Regions from separate parts of the Pan troglodytes genome. Here region 2 is linked to region 1. A link is a contact called in public HiChIP or PLAC-seq data. All regions are on one chromosome and are shown on one strand. The core of a region is the stretch at or near the end of the contact, and the rest is flanking DNA. Distances in the headings are between cores, read along the strand shown.

Region 1 (3,533 bases), core at 730-3,229:
GGACTTTATTCTTCTAGTAATTTCTTTGTCTACATTAAATTTTCAGGAAGGTTGACGATATCATTCTTTTAAACTCTTTAAAAGACAGTCAAATTCTTGTTACATCTTTTCAGGTTTTGTATTTTACGTTTAGGAGCTGTTCATTTATATTTCCCCTCATCTTTTCTGGAATAGACTATCTCATTGCTTCCCACTGTGTTTTCCTAAACACCAGCAACTTGTTTTTCAACAAATAATCTTAACCCAACAACCAGCTCTCAAAGCTTTATAACATCTGGTAAATGCTAGTGCACAGGAACAAGGCAGAAAAGAATCTAAAGAAAGAATATGAGGCCGGGATCGGTGGCTCACGCCTGTTAATTCCAGCACTTTGGGAGGCCGAGGTGGGCGGATCACTTGAGGTCAGCAGATTGAGACCAGCCTGGTCAACACGGTGAAACCCCGTCTCTACTAAAAATACAAAAAAACAGCTGGGCGTGGTGGCTTGTGCCTGTAATCCCAGACTTGGGAGGCTGAGACACGAGAATCGCTTGAATCCTGGAGGTGGAGGTTGCAGTGAGCTGACATCACATCACCGCACAGTGACTCCGTCTCAAAACAAAAAAACAAAAAAACAAATAAAAAAAAGAAAGAATGTGGGCTTTGGAGTTGATCCAATCTGATGTCATGCAGGGCTCTACCAATACCTTCGTGACTCTCATAAATTAATCTTACCAGGGCATCAGTTTGCTTATCTGTAAAATGGGGATAAAATTCACACTTCAAGGTAATTATGAGGATTAAGTACAGTATAAGAAAGCAGAGAGCATGGTCCGTAATAGGCACTCTTTAACAATTTCCCTTTGCTTCCTCCTAAAAACGACAATGATAAAACTCAGGATTTAATCATTAAAACATAAATAGTTACAGATGCAAAACACTCATGTCCCAACGAGCTCTTCTGACACTTTGATATGCAGAATATTTGGCATTTCTTTCTTCTTAATGGAAAAATGCTCCTAATATTAGTAAAAATGAAAATTTTGGGGGAAAAATTATCCACAGTTTATCTGTGGATAAAGAAAATAGAAACAGCTGCTTCTATTTTTGTCATGGCCTGGCTTTTATACAAAACGGTCACATTTTCCCCACAGTCACAAACAGGGTGTGTTTATCATGGCATCACCTCTTTCAAGGGACTAATAGATTTATTCCAGGTGATAGTGGGAAGCAGCTACAGAAGGAGGATTGGAAGGCTGAGGGGGTGTTAAAGTTATCTGATGATATTGTTCGAACCTTTCTCCGGCACAGAAACTCCACAAAGAACTCCTCTGCAGTTTTCGCTACCCAGGGCTGTTTCTTTAAATTGTTTGACGTCAGAGAAGGAATGCTATAGCAACAGTCTGTCAAACTGGAATTAACTCAGAAGAAAAATGGGGGTGGGGAGAGGAAAAATGCTCCCAGGCGGTACTGACTTCAGAGGAAGCAAACTGGATAGATGCATTTATTTTATGACATTTTAAACATAAAACACCCAGATACATGTGGAAAAAAAAAAAAACTCGATTGAGATGCATGTGGTGTTTAACTCATGCGGAGAAGAGCGACTTGGCAGGGATATCTGGAAGGCCTTCCAGTTTTATCAATGACAATAGGAACAATAACTTCCAAGTATTGGCCATTTATTTGGAGGCAGGCTTCGTGCAAACATCACTTCATTTAATATGCTTAGCACCTTTATGAGGCAGGTATCAGTATCTTTATTTTGGCGATGACGAAACTTAGGCCCGAGACGGTACACGGTCCTATAACTAGTGATGGAAGAGCGGGGACTGCAACGCAAGGTTGTGCAACTCTGGGCTTCAGTTTACTTTCTGACATTTAGAATTCCGGAATGGGAAACCTAAATGGGACCTTTGGGGTCTTCTAGCTCTGCCCTTCGATCCTGCTAACAAGCAAACTGGCGCCTGTCACCGCCGGAAAGGAAACTGGCCACGCCACTTAGACGGGCGCTACTTAGCAGCGTGCCCCGGCGCCACACCAACAAGAAAACGAAACCGCCCGGGAATGAATGTTTTTCTTCTCCTTCTGGCAGGAAACGAGAGAGAAAATAGGAAGCAGAAGCTGCGCGCGGCGCCCGCTCCCTTCGCCCCCCGCCCGGGCTGCGCGCGCTCCGAGGGTCTGCGCGTCCCCGGCACGTCCCCGCCGGGCCCGCGCGCCTCATGCCTCGCGCCTCGCGCCTCCAGCCACGTACCCGCCCCGGCTCCGGCGCGCCGCGGAGTTGGCTGCTGGGAGGTGCGGGACTGGGTGTGGCCGGCGGCTCTGGTCTCGGTGGTGCGCTGTGCTCTCCACGCCGGCTTCGCGCTCCAGGGGCTGCTGAGCGTCCAGCGGACCCCGGCAGCGCGCGGTCGACGCGGGCCTGAGCTCCCTCCAGGTAGGCGGCGAGCTCGCGAGCGGCGGCTCGTCGGTGCGCCCCGCAAAGCGATCCCGGGCTTCTCGCAGGGACGTGGGGCGCCGCGAGCCACCCCTGAGGAACGGGGCCCGGGTGACGGCGCGGGGCGGGGCGGGTCTCCCCTGGCTCCGAGACTGAGGGCTCGGGCGGCCGACGCTGCCCGGGAGGGACGGGGAGGGCGCGCCTGTGTCGCGCCCCGCTGCCGCGCGGGAACTGGCCCCACGACCGCCGGCGCAGGCACTTCCCGGGCGGTCCAGACCGCTCGCCCCGGGCAGCGAGGAACGGTCGGCGGTCCAAGTCCTGCAGACCCCCCGGGTTTCTCGTCACTCCCCGAGGCCTCCTTCCAGGAACTCAGAGCACGAACCCGTGCGTGCCCCCAAAATAGCGGGTATTCGGGACTGCCCAGCAGGGCTGTTGGGTGGAGAGTACTGGGAAGACTCATAAAAGTTCTACGCTGAGTCCAAAATTAGTCCAGTGGTTTTGTTTCCGATTTATTTTGGAAATGATATAATGTCCAGAGTTTGAGGATGGGAGGGGATTGATGAATTTTGAATACTTGTGAGTTCAGTACAATAAAAAGTGTTTTCCTTTTCTCTCCACCTTTTTCTGCTTCAGAACACGGATGATTGCCATATACTTTGATATGTATTGCTATTCGCTAAGGGAACATTGAATTTTCAAAAGTTTGAAACCAGGCTTTCATTTGTTTATACAAGCAATACTTTGTTATTTTGCGTCTCCTTGTGTTCCCTTTTCTCCCACTCCTTCCCTTTCTCTTTCCATAAAGGATAAGGATGCATCTTTCTCCCTCTCAGCCACCGACAAAGTAGCTTGGCGTGTGGATTAGCGGGAAGTTTTCTTAAAACGTTCAAAATTTAATTGTTGATTAGAACTTTTATTATGAGTCCGTCTCAGTGTTGCAAACAGAGTTTATGACCATTAAGTACATCTTCTAGGACAGAGACAGAACACACGCTACTTAATTTAAGATGGGAGGGAAGTTATTTCTAGTCGGAGAGGAGGACGGCTGATTAGGTGCATTCAACATTGTGTGCTTCGAGTCTCTGCCATTGTTCATTTTAATACTCTTCAGTGTGGGGCT
Region 2 (3,533 bases), core at 679-3,178, 200 kb before region 1:
ATGCTATGAATAAAATACATTAGACCATTGCGAGACCTGCCTCGGTCCATCCAATCCATGCGCCTCCCAATGCATTGAGATCTGCCGGGTGACATATGAGATCTAAAGTGGGTGGATAAAAATAACCTGGTCCTCAAAAAGACATGATAAACGCCAGACAGCTGAGTCACTTTGAAGCCCATTTTGACTTTTGAAAGGGACATTCACCCTCCTGCTGCTTCTCACACATTCACATAGAACCAGGTGAAAACCACCACCAACCGCCCCGGGTGGAAGGCGGCGATCCCTCTCAGCTTCCTCCTCATTCTCCGAGGTCACGACTCGGGATTGAACTTTTAATAATTTATACTTGCGCATGTCAGTCCAAGTGACTCATTTAGAAGGGCAAGGTGGGGAAGGCTTAAGAAAACCACCGCAATCCAGTAGATCCCCTATTTCTGCTGCCCGAGTGGAGGCACCGGAAGGTTTCGTCTGACATTTTTTTTTTTTTTTTTTTTTTTTTTTGAGACGGAGTCTCGCTCTGTCGCCCAGGCTGGAGGGCAGTGGCGCGATCTCGGCCCACTACAGCCTCCTCCTTCCCGGTTCAAGCGATTCTCAAGCCTCAGCCTCCCGAGTAGCTGGGACTACAGGCTCCCGCCACCGCGCCCGGCTAATTTTTGGGGTTTTTTTAGTAGAGATGGGGTTTCGCCATATTAGCCAGGCTGGTCTCGAACTCCTGACCTCAAACGATCCGCCCGCCTCCGCCTCTTAAAAAGTGCTTTGATTTCAGACGTGAGCCACCGCTCCTGGCCCTGACATTCTAAAGACAAGAAAAGGAGTGGGGTGAAATGGGAACTGGTGGAAGAAAAGCTCAGAGAGCAAATCAGAATTGTCCAGGAGTGGGGATCCCTGAGCAAAGCAAGTGGTCCCAGAAAAAGAAGGGCTGTGTGTCCCGGGGTGTGGGGGGATCATCCCGTCCACCTACCCGCCCTGCGCTCTGCCCCGCGGAGGACGCAAACGATCTGCAACGTGCAGTTCGGAAGAGGGAACTCTTGTATTTCATCTATCTTTAAACGGCGGCGGGGCTGTGTGCAAGCTGCTGGGAATCGGGCCCTTCCAGCCTGGGGAGGCTGGCGGAGCAAAACCACCAGCACGAGCCAGTCCTCGGCTGCAGCAGCCCTGGGGCGCTCACTAAGTGTCTGCCGAACTGCAGTGCTCCTGAGCCAACTCCGCCGCCCGGAGGAAGAGAAGAGGTCCCCGGCCGCCACTGCGCATCTTCTCCCCCGGCTTCACGTGCCGCAGGCCGCCGGCCCCGCGACCCTCCCCCGAGGCGCCTCACTTACGGGAGAGTCGTAGGAGAAGGCGCACTCGTTCTTGTAGACCCTGTCGCCGGACCTGGGCACGCGGATCGTGGGCATGTGGGGCACTAGCAGCTCGCCGATGTCTCCTGCAGCCATCTTCCTGCCTCCGCTGCCGCCCGGCATGCCGAACAGGGCGCCCCGGCGCTGCATGGCCTCGGCGCGCACCGGAGCCGAGCGAGCCGAGCCGGAGCCGGAGCGCGGGGTCTGCCGGCGGCGGCGGCGCCAGCGAGCGGGCTGACGGGCGGGCTGCGCGGGCAACGGCAGCCGGCCGAGCCGGGGCGGGCGGGGAGAGCGGGCCGCGGGGCGGGAGCGGGCACCGCGGGCTCGGGGAGGACTGGCGACGCTATTTTTAATCCAATGGCGAGTCTCCGGCCCAGCTGCAGCGTCAGGCGGGGCTGGGGAGCGCCAGCCGCAGCGCGCCGGGGAGGGGGCGCTGGAGAGGGGCCCTGCGCGCGGGCCGGGCGCGGCGGCGGGGGGCGGAGGGCGAACCCCTGAGGCGTCGGCGCGGGAGCTCGAGCGGGCTGGCGGCCGAACGCGGCGCGGGAGAGCCTCGGGAAAACACCACGGAGGTGTTTTCTATCCCGAATTGTTGGCTTGCAGAGGGGCAACTCCGAGGAGGCCAACACAAAGAGCAGGATTGGGGGTTTTAAAAACCGCTTGCTTTTAAAACAGCCGAAGACTAGGGCGGTGACGTCCCCGGATTGGATAGGGGCGGGACTCGATGTGCAAATCTGAAATCTAACGTGAGGCTTAAATCTAAATTTGCGCCATGCACTTCAGTGCTTCCCCACTAAGCTTCGTTCCTTACTTTAACATCCAAGGCTCAAAAATAGAGCGAATAGAATAAGATCGAGTGAGGATAGAGGGTGTGTGTGGGGCGGGGGGCGGGGTGTGTGTGGGAGTGTGTGTGTAATAATAATACAGGTTTTCTTACATATTGGGGGAAGTCAGGGATGGTCAAGATTTTTTCAGGGCGTCGGAAGGCTTTCTATTTTTCTCTGCCTTTGGAGTATCTTCTATGTGATTCAAAGTTCTCATGTCGAACATTCAGTGGCCTGATTTGAGGATTTTGTAGGCAGGCATACATATTCCTGTCTTGATCATCAGTTCCTCAAAATAAATGATGAATGGGGTTGGGCTGGGGGGTTGATCATTTGCAAGCAGAGCATGTCTCCCAGCATACTCTCATTCTCTCCAAAAAACCCACAAGACGGGTTCAATGACATTGAGGTTCTCTAACTACACCCAACATATGTATTCATGGCAGAGTATCCAGTGATCCCTGCCAGTTAATGAAACGCAGAAATAGCGAGAAATAGTGAACCAAAACGCTAATTTTTGTAAGCCTCTCCCAGATCAGATAGTCCTTAAGTTCTTTTTTTTTTTTTTCTTACTTTTTTTCTCTTTTAACTCTCCCTGGTTCTCCAGACCTATCTCAAGATTTCCATACCCTCAAGCAAGCCTCGAGCGCACCACACTTTCTTATAACTCAGCACTCCCAAATGCTATCTGTTGGAAAAGGAGGAGGTGGCACTGAGCAAAAAATCAGACACTACTGTCATCTTCCTCATTGGGCAGATCCTCTTAGCGAGCTTTTGCTTTGAATTTAGTCTCATCAGCTTATTACCTTTCACGTTAATGGATGATGTTTTCTCCAATTACAGAGATAAACTTGGTTTTACAAAACTTAAAATTTAATCTTAGATTAAATGCAAATTAAATCAGTGAGACACTGTTTTTCATCCTTTGGGCTGGTAAAGATATATTGAGTTAGCATGGGTTTGGGAAGTAGACCCTCATTACATTGTTGGTGGGGATAAAAACGATAAACCTCTTTGGAAGGAAATGTAATAATACCAGTCATAACTTTATATGCGCATACTGTTTTCCCCAGCATTTCCTTGTCTAGACATTTATGCAACAGATAAATTAACGCTGTGTAAAGATATTTGTTAGAGCACTGTTTCGAGTAACAAACGTCTGGGGAAAACCTAAAGATCCTTCTGTAGAAAGTGGTTAAAATACAGTACCATTGAAAAGAATGAAGTTGCTCTACATGTGCTGATGTGGAACAATCTCCAAATTATTACTAGATGATAAAAGCAATTTAAGCAAACTAGTGTATAAAAGCAAGGAATACATGCAAGGCTGATAATATGCAGTAGGCATTTTGGCACATCCTATATACCATGG

The links. HiChIP or PLAC-seq counts read pairs in DNA pulled down with a chosen protein or histone mark.
Region 2: a contact with region 1 is called in an H3K4me3 HiChIP or PLAC-seq map of stem cell-derived excitatory neurons, with 2.9 times the contacts expected there. The contact joins the promoter of USP13 here to the promoter of GNB4 in region 1. A contact is called at or near these places in 1 of 7 Hi-C or Micro-C datasets (induced pluripotent stem cells) and 1 of 1 datasets of contacts at active chromatin or transcription factors (stem cell-derived excitatory neurons).

What each region holds. Positions count from the first base shown.
Region 1 is chr2:182,627,794-182,631,326 of NHGRI_mPanTro3-v2.0_pri, reverse strand. It overlaps GNB4 (G protein subunit beta 4), which reads left to right and starts at 1,979. Exons shown (of 10, transcript XM_001168001.7): 1 at 1,979-2,413.
Region 2 is chr2:182,828,787-182,832,319 of NHGRI_mPanTro3-v2.0_pri, reverse strand. It overlaps USP13 (ubiquitin specific peptidase 13), which reads right to left and starts at 1,928. Exons shown (of 21, transcript XM_003310124.7): 1 at 1,323-1,928. The coding sequence starts at 1,490.